Linked DNA regions of Oryctolagus cuniculus: region 1 is linked to region 2. A link is a contact called in public Micro-C data. All regions are on one chromosome and are shown on one strand. Each heading gives the region's core, a stretch centred on a gene start, on an enhancer-like site or on the middle of the called end of the contact. The rest is flanking DNA. Distances are from core to core; before and after follow the strand shown.

The links. Hi-C and Micro-C count contacts between places; a contact is called where the count stands out from the background.
Region 1: a Micro-C map of ear pinna shows a contact between it and region 2, with 5 times the contacts expected there. The contact joins the promoter of PTCH2 here to the promoter of EIF2B3 in region 2. A contact is called at or near these places in 6 of 6 Hi-C or Micro-C datasets (ear pinna, embryonic fibroblasts, liver and 3 more).

What each region holds. Positions count from the first base shown.
Region 1 is chr7:128,048,113-128,051,286 of mOryCun1.1, reverse strand. It overlaps PTCH2 (patched 2), which reads right to left and starts at 1,299. Exons shown (of 23, transcript XM_051857844.2): 1 at 978-1,299; 2 at 295-487. The coding sequence starts at 1,034. LOC103350199 (a long non-coding RNA gene) reads left to right here and starts at 1,268. Exons shown (of 3, transcript XR_518282.4): 1 at 1,268-1,405.
Region 2 is chr7:127,892,068-127,895,306 of mOryCun1.1, reverse strand. It overlaps EIF2B3 (eukaryotic translation initiation factor 2B subunit gamma), which reads right to left and starts at 1,317. Exons shown (of 12, transcript XM_002715143.5): 1 at 1,181-1,317. It overlaps LOC108177731 (a long non-coding RNA gene), which reads left to right and starts at 1,413. Exons shown (of 2, transcript XR_001794545.3): 1 at 1,413-1,810.

The DNA.
Region 1 (3,174 bases), core at 50-2,549, 160 kb before region 2:
CTCTCTTCTCCCACACAACATACCCATATTCTACTTTGCTTTATATTATAGCTCTCCCAGCACGTATTTTTATTTGCCTTGCTACTAGAGGATGGGTCTGGTTTTAGCTGCCTTTGTAAACCAACTAAATATTCCAAATCCTGTTGAACAGGACTCCACCATTGGCATATGCACACGGACAGTACTTTGGCTGGCACTCTGGCTGGCACCTGCCCCTCCGGACCCAAGGTCAGGCCTACCAGGGCTCAGTAACCAGCTCACCACCCAAGCAGCTATGGAGTGTCCACAACTCACCTTCTACCCAGAGCTGTTCCAGGTCTGTCTCAATAATGGCCACGCGGAGACCCAGTGCCAGGGCCCCAAAGGCCAACAGTCCCAGGAAGAGCACTTTGCCACAGTGTCTCTGGATCCCGCAGCCCAGAGAGAAGAGCAGGCCCTGGAAGTAAGCCCGGAGCCAGAGAGGAGCCTTCAGGCTCCCAGCTAGGATCTGGGATAGAAAGAGACGGATCAGCCAGGTGTTAGGGTAACAATGCACGAAATCCCCCCTTCTCTCCCTACACATGCCCTCTGCCAAGCACTTAGCGTCTTGATTTCTGTATGCAAGACAGGCAGCACCTACACAGACACAGGCCCGAACTTGGAAGATTCAACTTCCTGCTTCCCACACCAACATACACCTGAGGAAGGCGTGAACCCCCTTTCTGAAAGTAGGCCACACACACACAGCTCTGTTGGCAGGTGGGCACAGAGGTAACCCTACACACAATCCCTCCCACTGGCCAGATTTCAAGGAGAGGTAGAGACACACACACACACACACACACACACACACACACAACTTGTGTGGCAGTGCTAACTCTCACCTGTCGTCAAGCAGACACTAAATGCAAGGCACAAGGCAAGTTAAGGCACCTTGTAAAGGCCCCAGCAACACTCCGGGCCCCACTCTTCCTTCTTCCAGCTTCCCTCCTACTTACCTGGGGTGCTGCGGACCGAGCTGGGGGCGTGTAGCCAGGGGGCGGCGGTCGGGCCATGCTGGCGGGGATAGGGGGCGCGGGCGCCCCCAACCCGCGTTATCTGAGCGCTCCCATACGCTGGCCTGGCCGCGTACCGCCGGCCCCGCGTGGGGGCTGAATGGAGCGGAAAGGGCGCTGGGTGCTGCGGACGGGCGAGCGCGCAGCGGTGGCGACACGGAGGAGCGCACGGCGCTTCCGCGCCCTCCCGCTCGGTTCCGCGTGCGGGCAGAACGGCCGGCCCGCGGCGCTGAGCTTAGCTCGAGGTCGCGACAGCAGTGCCGGGGAGGCGGCGGGAGCCCCAGAAAAAGGGAGCGGGCCGGGGCACCGCCCTCCCATTGGCTGAGGGGCCCGCAAATTACCCGGAGCCGCGGGGCCGGATCCGCTGCTAGGTAACAGCGCCGCAGGGGGCGGGGCAGGAGACCACCCAGGCAGGGCCACCCCTAGCCTCGCCTCCCTGCCCGCTGGGCCCTCCTGGAGGAGATGGGGCGGTTAGGGGGGGATCCCGGAGACGAGTGGCGCTGGCCAAGTATGTCAGGCGAGGCCGTGCTGAGAAAGGCTGTCTGCTGGTCCTTTTTCCCAACCCAACCAAAACGTAAAGCTTTAACTTTCCACTCTTCTCCGCATCCATTCCTGCTGCCTTTAGTCCGCCGTCTCGGCTGAGGCCAGAGTTACTTCTGTAAAATGCAAATCTTCTGAGAGCTGCAGAGCACGCGGGCCACTTGGAGCACAGGCCCCACATGATCCAACTAAAGCCTTCTCCCTCCCAATCTCCCAGTCTTCCTTCCAGTCCTAAATACACCGTGTTCCATGCGTTCCTGCCCTTGTCCTTTCAATAAATAAATATTTTTATAAAAATTAAATAACATGAGGCCGTCGCTGCGGCATAGTAGGTTAAGCCTCTGCCTGTAGTCCTGGCATCCTGTATGGGCACCAGTTCGAGTCCCAGCTGCTCCACTTCCGATCCCACTCCCTGCTAGAGCGTCTGGGAAAGCAACAGAAGATGGCCCAAGTGCTTGGGCCCCTGCACCCATGTGGAAGACTCAGAAGAAGTTTCTGGCTTCTGATGGCCCAGCTCTGGCCATTGCAGCCATTTGGGGGAGTGAACCAGCAATGGAAGACCTCTCTGTCTCTCCCTCTCTGTAACTCTGGCTCTCAAATAAATAAATAAATAAATCTTTTTTAAAGAAAGTCAGAGTACACAGAGAAAGCAGAGACACAGAGAGCGAGGTCTTCCATCTGTTGGTTCACCTCCTAATTGGCCGCAACAACAGGAGCTGCGCAAATCCGAAGTCAGGAGCCGGGAACTTTCAGGTCTCCCACATGGGTGCAGGGGCCCAAAGACTTGGGTCATCCTCCACTGCTTTCCCAGGCCATAGCAGAGAGCTAGATCGGAAGTGGAACAGCTGGGACTAAAACCGGCACCCATATGGGATGCTGGCACTGTGGGCCACAGCACCAGCCCCAATAAATAAATCTTTTTTTTTTTTTTTGACAGGCAGAATAATGGACAGTGAGAGAGAGAGACGGAGAGAAAGGTCTTCCTTTGCCATTGGTTCACCCTCCAATGGCCGCCACCGCTGGCGCACCGCGCTGATCCGATGGCAGGAGCCAGGTACTTATCCTGGTCTCCCATGGGTGCAGGGCCCAAGGACTTGGGCCATCCTCCACTGCACTCCCTGGCCACAGCAGAGAGCTGGCCTGGAAGAGGGGCAACCGGGACAGAATCCAGCGCCCCGACCGGGACTAGAACCCGGTGTGCCGGGGACGGAAGGCGGAGGATTAGCCTAGTGAGCCACGGCGCTGGCCCAATAAATAAATCTTTTAAAAAGAAAAAGAAATAACATCAGAGTGACAGATGAGGAGAAACAGAGGGAAAGAGTTCTTCCATCTGTTGGGTCACTCCCCAAATGGCCATGACAGTCGGGGCTGGGCCAGGCTAAAGCCAGGAACTAGGAACTCCATCCCTGTCTCCCACATGGTGGCAGGGGACCATCTTCTGATGCCTTCCCAGGAGCATTAGCAGCGAGCTGTATCAGAAGTGGAGCAGCCAGGGCTTGAACTGGCTCTCCGATATGGGATGCTGGTGTTACAGGTGGCAGCTTAAACTGCTGCACTAGAACACTGGCCCCTGACTGAAAAACCCGGAGTGGCAGAGTAG
Region 2 (3,239 bases), core at 68-2,567:
GCTAGATCAAGGAAAGCCTCTTGTGCCAGCTGAACCATGCTGTTTCAGAATTCTCCCTGCATTGCTGTTCTTGCTCCCCAGGGATTCTTTCTCCTGTACCTGGATATCAACCACTAAACTTTTAAGGAATCATCTTGCCTCCGAAGCCACTGCTAACGCTTCCAAGTCCTCTGGTAGAAGCGACTCCTTCCTCCTAGAAGCCTCTCCTCTACCGTGAACAGATTGCCTCCAGCCTGTACAGGCTGCACCGTACATACATACATGTTTAAGAGTCCACTTAAGAACGGCATTCTTAAATGTCTACTTGAGAGTTCCTTTAAGGAAAGAACTGCGTGAGCCCCATCACTGTATTCTCATTCAGATGCCAGGCACTCAATTACTGTTTCTGAAGTGAGGCTCTGTGAACCTCGCAAGAGCTCTGTGTAAGCGCTCAGTTCCGACTTGCGCAGAGGGGCACTAGCACCCGGGCCACTGGCCACTGAGGCTTCCCTCAAGGAGGCTGCGGGTGAAGAAAGGTAGCCTAGGAATCAAGAACAGGCATCACGAGCAGAACTAAGCGTGACATCAGGCAGACGGTCAAGTCTCTCGGTATCACTGCCAGGCCTCTGGGTGCCGAGAGTCCAGGAAAGGCGTCTCGCTCGCTGGCCGCCCGAGCTTTCCAAAGGGCTTGCGAGGCGTCTCAGGCACGCCTGGATCTCGGCACTCGCTGCCTCCCGCGGCTTACCCAGAGAAGCACGGTACATCCTCCTAACTTGCCTGCCAGCTCGCTGTCCGCTGCCCGAGCGCAGGGGCCGCCCTCTATTCCTCTTTGTAGTTCACTGCCCTGCACCCAAACGACCAAAGGCAGCCTGAGGAAATGAATGAAGGGCCAAAGTGAGAGCCCAGCCACGGTAGTACGGGCGTATGGTCCCGGTCCCGGGTCTGGTGCTTGCTCATCCTGGCTAGGAACAAAACCTCCCCTCCCCGAAATTCGGTCCCGCTGTTGCACATGGTGCTTGGCTCGGATTTTCCCAACCTCCCCTGTAGCTCAGACACTTGGCTCCCCGGCCGAGGCGAGCAGGGACTTGGGCTGGCGACCTCGAGACTCGACATCCCCCCCTCCGCGTTCCCTTCGGTTCGGCTCGGCGAGCCCGCCTCCCTCAGATGAAGAAGGGCCTCTGGCCCTCACGGCGCTGCTCACCCGGGTTAGCCAGCTCGTGCGCGGCCTGGGAGGGCAGAAAGCGCAGCTGTACCTCAGCTCCCGGCGCGCAGCCACCGCTCCCAGCACTCACCACGCCGCCTCTGACTGACAGCCTAAGGGCGCAGGCGCGCGATGGCCGAGCAGATCGATGGGACGCGCAGGGCAGACCCAGGGAGAAGGGACGAGCGCCGGGCGATGGATTAGAGAGGCCCCTGGCGAGCTGAGAGGAGGCGGCGCGGAGGCGGCGCCATGCTGGATGCTGCCGCCTGGAGCGCTCCAGAGAACTACTGCCCGGGTTTGGATTTCGCCTCTGGGCCCTGGCGTCCCTTCACAGACCACCACGCTAGTGCGTGCCCCTGTCGGAGCTCAGATGGAACAAGTCGCCATCTCTTCCTTCAGAATTCCTATTCTAGGAGCTGGCCCCCAACTACGACTCCGTGAAAAGAGAGCCCTTGGGTGCCACAACTTTTGACTAGTGGTGAAAAAACCCATCAGATGCCCTCGCAGGCCAGAACATCCTAACCCGAGGACCCAGCCATCCTGGGAGTAGGGACGGAGGTCAGTGAGGACCTCCCTGGGAAAGTGAGCTGAACAGTGGCTTGAAGAGGAAGAGTCGGGTGCATGTCTTGGGTAAAAACTTTCTTTTCTTTTTTAAGACTTATTTTATTTACTTGAAAAGCAAAGTTATAGAGGCTGGCGCTGTGGTGCAGGGGTTAACGCCCTGGCCTGAAGCCCCGGCATCCCTATGGGCGCCGGTTTAGTCCCCGCGGCTCCACTTCCAATCCAGCTCTCTGCTGTGGCCTGGGAAAGCAGTAGAAGATGCCCAAGTCCTTGGGCCCCTGCACCCGCATGGGAAGACCTGGAAGAAGCTCCTGGCTCCTGGCTTCGGATCGGCACAGCTCCGGCCATTGCGGCCAGTTGGGGAGTGAACCAGCGGATGGAAGACCTCTCTCTCTCTCTGTCTCTCTGTGTAACTCTGACTTTCAAATAAATAAATAAAAATTAAAAAAATAAAAATAAAAGTTAGAGAGAGAGAGGTCTTTGATACACTGGTTCCCTCCCCAAACGGCCACAAAAGCAGGGGACTGAAGCCAAAAGTTTTATCTGGGTTCCCACTCGGGTGAGGGTCCCAAGCACTTGGACCATCTGCTGCTGCTTTCCCAAGCACTAGCAGGGAGCTGGATCAGAAGTGGAACAGGGGAGCAGTTCTCAAACATTTTGGTCTCTGGACCCTTTACATTCTTAAAAATGATTAAGGACCCCAAAGAGCTTTTGCTTATATGGATTATATCTACTAGCATTTATTATATTAAAAATTTCAACCAGAAATTTAAAACAGTAATTCACCTCAAAAATGAAAATAATATACATGTTCTCATATGTAGTTTTAAAAAGATAATTTTATACACACACACACACACACACATAGACAATTCCAATTATAAATAGTGGTTGGTAGGGGTGAGCATTTGGTGTAGCGATTAAGCCATCCCAGCTAGTACACTTGCATCCCACCTTGGATGGAGTATTTGAGTTTGGTTCCTGGACCCAGCTCCTGACTCCACTTTCAGGTAGGTAATGCAGACCCCGGGAGGCAGCAGTGATGACTGAGTAGTTGATTTCTTGTCACCCATGTGGGAGAACAGGGTTGAGTTCCCAACTGGGGATATTTGATAAGTAAACCAGCAGATGGGAGTTCTCAGTTTCTGTCTCTCTCTCTCTCTCTGCCTCTCAAATCAATAAAAGCAAAAAACAATAAAGCCACTGCTTGGTAACATCAACATATCAATGAAAAAAATGTAACATTATTTTCAAAATGTTAAGTTTTGTGAAAAGAATGCCATTATCACACCTTTTTGCAAAACTCTTTGATGTCCTAAAACAGCTGGATTCTTCTGTCAATTGATATGTTGTTTTGTTTCAGTTAGATGGTGAAAATCTGACTTCACGCAGATACACAGTTGGAAAAGATAAATTTTAATAGCCTTTTCAGATAATTGTAGGTATTCTTTGATACTATATCAAAACTTAGTAAGTCATAGTTTATTAAAGGCCAGTT